Regions from separate parts of the Mus musculus genome. Here region 2 is linked to region 1. The links are chromatin contacts, called in public promoter capture Hi-C maps. All regions are on one chromosome and are shown on one strand. Each heading gives the region's core, a stretch centred on a gene start, on an enhancer-like site or on the middle of the called end of the contact. The rest is flanking DNA. Distances are from core to core; before and after follow the strand shown. Region 1 holds the start of Neil2 (nei like 2 (E. coli)). Region 2 has its middle 33 kb from the start of Gm36165.

Region 1 (2,934 bases), core at 316-2,815:
AGCTGCCACAGGGACATACTGTATCCTGCAGAAGATGTGAGTCTCCCAAGATGCCAGATACCGAAAGTGGGAACACATGCCCCGGTCCTTATATACACAAAAAGAAGGGACCCCCTCCTGCAAATGTCGCACCTTCAAGCTCACCCTCTGCCTTGAGGGGAGCTTTGTACCTCTGAGATACTAGAGGCCTCCTCTCCTTACTTCCTATTCTTGCCCTACAGTCAGCGATATGGTAGAAGGCTAGCTGAACCCCTCCTTGAAGCAGGGCTGTCTCCCCCATGCCGGCCAAGTTCAGAGACTGACACCTTAGCCACTTCCGAAGGCCACGGAGTTCACCAAAGGTCTCTTGACATCCTGTACAGTGCTGGCTCCAACCGTTCTTGGCGACCTATTTTTTGAATAACCTGGTATCATCTTTAATCTCTTAAGAAAACACTTCAATACACAACGTTTTAAAAGCGTATAGTATAAACTCAAAGATGATTAAAATAATACAAAGCAAAAGTAAATAAATCTCACTCTTTAAAAGTGTTACAGGCCAGGTGTGCTAGCCGTGTTTAAAAATCCCAGTACTAAAGGAACTAACTTTGTCGGTTCATGCACGAGTTCAGGACTAGCCAGGCTTTGTCTCAAAAATACAAAACCCATACAAAAAAACCTTCGCGAAGGGTGTGGAGAAACTGAAATGTCTGCCTTGGCCTGAGCCACTCAAGACCTTTGGATTCTGAGCGCTTGCCTATTCTCAGTACCAGTCCACTCTTTCCCAGGCAAGCCTGGGAGAGGAAACGGGGAGACTTGAGATGGGGAGGGATAACTCAGAGGTATGGTGACTCTGGAGGGTAGGCGAAGGTGCTCCCAGAGTTATTTCCCAGAGAAAGAGCTTGAATCACGGTGGTGGTTTCAGGAGGGGAGAGGGAGGGGGCGATGGTAGGGGTGGGGAGACAGAGAGATGAGCCTCCAGTGGTCACCCCGGGAAGGAGACCGCAACATCCCTCCTACTTGCAGGGGGAGCCCAAGTAGAGATGCCTCCATCACCCATCCCGAAGTGAACCCCCACCTGCAGCGCCTCCAGGGAAGAAACCTGAAGCTCCTCATCAGGGATGTACCCCACCTTCAGCATCTAACAGGAGAGGAATCCGCAGCTCCCCACCCACCTCCAAGACCAGCTCGGCCCGGGGGAGGAGCCCTTGAGTCCAGGAAGTAGCTTCCGGTCCCCTCCGGGGAGGAGCCAGCGGAACCCCAGCTACCGGGCTACGGACCCCGTGCGCTCCAATGGCTGAACTCGTCCTCCCCGCCCTGGTCTGGAAGGCGCAGGTGGATGGTGACTCCTGCTGCGACTGCTGGGAGCGTACATCTTCCCGGGACCCACCTGGGGCTGCGTCAGCCTCCTCCCTGCCCTCTGTAGCCCACACGTGCACGTAGTTAACACTTGTTTTCACAGAAAAATTAAGCAGTGTCTCTTCTGGACATGCGCAGCCTGGTTGTAAGTTTGTTTTTGTTGATCACGTTGCCTTCCGACTCCCTGAGCCCTCGTGACCCTCATGTGTTCCCTCCCCCTTCGGAAGGGTTAGGAAACGCTGTGGCCTAAGACTTTCTCCTGGCTCCTGGAGAAAAGGGACCACGTCCTGCGCAGCCTGGCCACCTCACCCTAGCGACGAAGCCCAAGGTTCTCTCTCATCAGCTCTTCCCATTCTTTTCCTGTCCATCAAACCATACCTAGGGGCGGAGAGTTGTTTGTCTGTTTTGAGACAGGGCCTCTGTGTAGTTGTGTGGCTGGCCTTGAGGGATTAAAGGCTTGCCGGAGAGATTTAAGATTAGGGCTGCATGCTGCATCATACTGGCGGTATTTTCCAGAACTTTCTCTGCCGGTAGCCAGGAAGACTGAACTTAGAGGTGGTTAGGGTACCAGTGCCTGGCAAGCTGGCTTCCAGCCCGGCAGCTTTCCCTGAAGGTCAGAGTAGGTGAACTGTTACCACATTTCCGAGTGTGTGAATGGGAATCTAAGCGCAAATGAATTTAGTTAAGCATCGTTGAGGCCGTAGCCCAGTTGGTAAAGGGATGCTTGCAAGATGCCCTGGGTTTGAGCATAAACCAGGGGTTGTGATGTGCTGGAGACCACTCATACACAGTGGCCTCTAGGCCAGCTTGGCATTTGAAATATAGGCAAACCTGTCTCAAGATAGAAAGAAAAATCGCATAATTGATTGTGTTATTTATGAAGCTACGAGAATTTTCAGGATGTCTGGGGCATCCTGATTCTTCGATTAAAGTATATTTTAAATGTCTTAGTAGGGAGGAAGTTGTATATGGCTCACACTTGGGAGACTGAGGCAGAAGGATTGTTCAGAGTTCAAGACCAGCCTGGGCTACAGAGTGAGGCTTAACAGCCACCCTGGCTTTTAGAAACACTGCAATAATAACTACCCGCTGTATGCCTTTGTTGATTTTTACCTCAATTTATGAGCGTGGTGTTGGTAAGTGGCGGGTGAGGTTAGGTAGAGCTTTGAGTGGGGGATGGGAGGACAACGCCTGCTCAGTAAAGTCTGGGTGTAGGCTACCCAGGCGATCTCATCCTGGTGGCTCCCGGTGACTTTGGATGGTTGAGGACAGAGAGGGGAGGGGTGACGTGTAGACCTGCCTGGCTGCTGTCTACTTGTCATGCTTCCGAGTTCTGCCAGCACTGTGGTTACAGATAGAGAACCATTTCTAGAGATCACATAACTAGTTCCGATCTCCTTTACCTGAGGTGGTCCCGAGAGAGCCAGATCCAAGTATGGATCAGTCAGAAGAGAGTTGGAATGAACGTTTGAGGACAGCTAGGACTACGTAGTTTCAGCTCACCTAGAGCTATGGAGTAGCAAGACTCTGTCTTAACCAACCAAACAAGGAGTGGCTGACCACTGAGGTGGCAGCACCTTCGAAGTAGACAGTACC
Region 2 (2,934 bases), core at 211-2,710, 130 kb before region 1:
ATGCTTTCAAAGTGAGGTATATGGATAGAACAGGTTTCTCCAAGACCTGGATCATGGAAGAGTCATAACCTGGTCCCTCTTCACTTAAAAGCAGCCCATTCAGCATCTGGGGATGAGAGTGGATGAACCTGACCCTATGTTGCTGCTCTGGGCAAAGGCAGGAACCGCTCCAGCATAATGATGAGGCTTGGTTCTCTCACTGACTGGCTCTGTGTGCTGAGGGAAGTCACTGCACCACTAAGCCTGTTTCCCATTCACAAGGAGGCTGTTCCCAGCATCTCCTCTCAGGAATTCAGTGACTCCAAGGCTATAGGGAGTAAAAGTGCCTATGGGCCCATTGTGTGCTTTCTATTCCAGCTGCCCTCCTCTCTTATAGACCTACTCCCTGCCCCTCCATGTGTAAATTCAATCCCAAACTACTTTAGGTGCCATCAGAGTCAAACATCTGACATTGGAACTATGACTCTTTGCTCAAGTCTCTAGACAGGAAGCTCTAAGTCCCCTTAGGGTCCATCATGGCCACAATCATCTCTGGTTGAGAGTAAGGGACACAATTGAAAACATGCTACAGAGCATGGGCCCTAACAGAAGAAAGAATGCTTAGACAGGCGAATGGGAGCTGGCCAAGGCTGGACACAACCCCATAGGCATCTCCTGGGACTTCTGAGAAACAGCTATTTCCCCTAACTCTGGGCTGTCTTCCATGTCAAACAACCTTCCCTTCTATCTGTCTGATTGGTTCCTTCAGCCTGGAAGCTTCCCACGTCTTGCCCTTCTGCTGCATGCCCACTTTCTTAGTCTGATGCTGCCAAAGTTAGCAGTATGCCCTCCTCTGGGGGACCACCCCAACTTTAAGCCCTGCATTCAAAGCTCTTCCTTTGGAGTTGGTGATACTAAATCCAGACACAGATAGAGTGGGAAATGGTGTTTCCTGAGCGCTGAGCCATGACACTGGGAGCCAGAGGAGGCCCAAGGAGGAAGGGCCCCACATGGGCTGCAGGGGCCTCACATAGGCTTGAGAGGCAAGAAAGTCTCCTTAAGTGAGAAAGAAGTAAGCCAGGTGCTTGGAAAGAACATTCAGAGAGGCCCTGAGGGATGGAAAGAGGCCTGCTGATAAGCGGCAGGTCCCGCAGAACTGCTGCCGGAAGAGGAGGGGAAGGAGTGTCTTATGGAGAACTCCAGGGGAAGGAAAGTTGGCTTGATGACAAGTGCTCAGCAACCAAGGGCCTTCAGATCAATGCCCAGGCTCTGTAAGCCATGACCTCCTTCCTCAGACCCCTCCTCTCAGGCAAGAGGCTATACCACGAACTGGCCACGGTTTCCCAGAAGACAAGGGCTGCCTCATTGATTGGCCTGTGAAAGGCCACTTGGCAGACTGGTTGCCGAGAAACGGCCCTGGAGGCCAGGGTTGGGATTAGTGAGTAGCCCTGTTTGCTCTCCTTGTTGGGAGGAAAGGGGACTTTGGTCTCAGCTTATCAAACTGCCCTGAGTTTGAAAGCCCAGGAATGCAGCCTTGGGCAAATGTGCAGGTTCACAGGACACCCATTAATCAAACAGTTCCCTTCCCTCCACCCCTAATAACCTGACCCCCACTTCACACACACACACACACACACACACACACACACACACACACACACACCCTCCAATCCCCTTTCTTTCTTCCAGAGGTCCCAGAAAAGAGAAACGCATCCTACCAGCCTATCTCTGGGCCCAGTAGAGCAATCTTAGGAGAACAGTTCACCTTGGAAGCTAAGTCCTTCTGGAGTTTATTTGGTAGGCCTCAAGGCAGCTTGACGAGCAGCTGAGGCTTCCAGAAGGTGGGCAGAGCCAGCGTGTTTCTCTACCTGGTCTATATCCCAAGTAGCACACTGTCTCCTCAAAATTAAAAAAAAAAAAAAAAAAAAAAAAAAAGTTCTCCATAGTAACTTTTTGGAAATATATCTTCAGGTAGGAACTCATGCCTTTCCCTGAAGTGCTATTGGCAACCAATGTCCTTAGGGGTGGAAGGGTGACTTTCTCCAGTGATGTGGCCATTGTAAGGTCATGCTTCTGTAAGCCTCCTGGCGGAAACTCATTGAGTCACACACACAAAAGGATGTGGAATGATAAGGGAATGAATTGAGAAGAGAAAGATTAACGGGGATGGGAGGGGCCGAGAGAAGGTGGAGGCTGGAGAGGTAGTTCAGGGCTTAAGTGACCTTGGCTGCTCTTCCAGAGGACCCAGGTTCGGTTCCCAGCACCCACATGGTGACTCAGAACCACCTGTAACTCCAGATTCAGATGGTCTGACACCCTCTCTCAACCTCTGTAGGCACTGCACACATGTGGTGCACAGACAAGTGCAGGCAAAACACCCATACATATAAAATAGAGCTCTTAATTTAAAAACAGAGAAGGTAATGTGGATGGGGAGGAATATAATTGAAATACATCATATATCTGTATGAAAGTATCACAATGAATACAATGAGCCCATCATCATATACAATTAATAATATATGCCAATAATACTCATATATTCAAGTTTCTTTGCAGCCCCATGGAATGAAAAGGCGGCATTTGTTTTCCTCTGCCACTTGCGGAACAAAACTGAGAGTCACTGTCAACACAGAAGCCAAAGCTCCAGGCTTCTCAGTGTCACAGTGGAGGGTAGATGTGATAACCTGAACTCCGGAGGGGTGGTTGTCAGTAACAGAAAATGTGCCCTCCTCATAGTGTGTGACACAGACCTCCGTGCTCCAGTCCAGGAGTACAGCCTTGAGAGCCCAGGTGGGGGAGGTTCCAGCTTTCAGGGGCCAAGTGGTGTGAGCTGGCTATGATTATGGTTACCACAGGGCTCATGTCACTTGGTGATAGGATAGAGACCAGGAGGAAGATCAAATGTTAAATCTCCCTCTTCTATTTTTTTTGAGGGTTTTATTTTAACATTTT

What was found. Promoter capture Hi-C pulls out the DNA fragments that hold promoters and counts their contacts.
Region 2: a contact with region 1 is called in a promoter capture Hi-C map of liver. The contact joins the enhancer-like site here to the promoter of Neil2 in region 1. A contact is called at or near these places in 5 of 39 promoter capture datasets (embryonic stem cells, hippocampal neurons, liver and 1 more), 1 of 115 datasets of contacts at active chromatin or transcription factors (extraembryonic endoderm stem cells) and 3 of 9 other capture datasets (adipose tissue, liver and pancreatic islet).

Annotation. Positions count from the first base shown.
Region 1 is chr14:63,192,156-63,195,089 of GRCm38.p6, reverse strand. Neil2 (nei like 2 (E. coli)) reads left to right here and starts at 1,565. Exons shown (of 5, transcript NM_201610.2): 1 at 1,565-1,666.
Region 2 is chr14:63,324,632-63,327,565 of GRCm38.p6, reverse strand. It overlaps Gm4151. Among named protein-coding and RNA genes, the nearest start is that of Gm36165, 33 kb to the left of the region's middle. Within about 2 kb of position 1,460, at least 32 of the 459 cell types and tissues checked have an H3K27ac peak or open chromatin away from gene starts, as enhancers often do. A contact at or near this core is called in extraembryonic endoderm stem cells and liver, where this site is marked.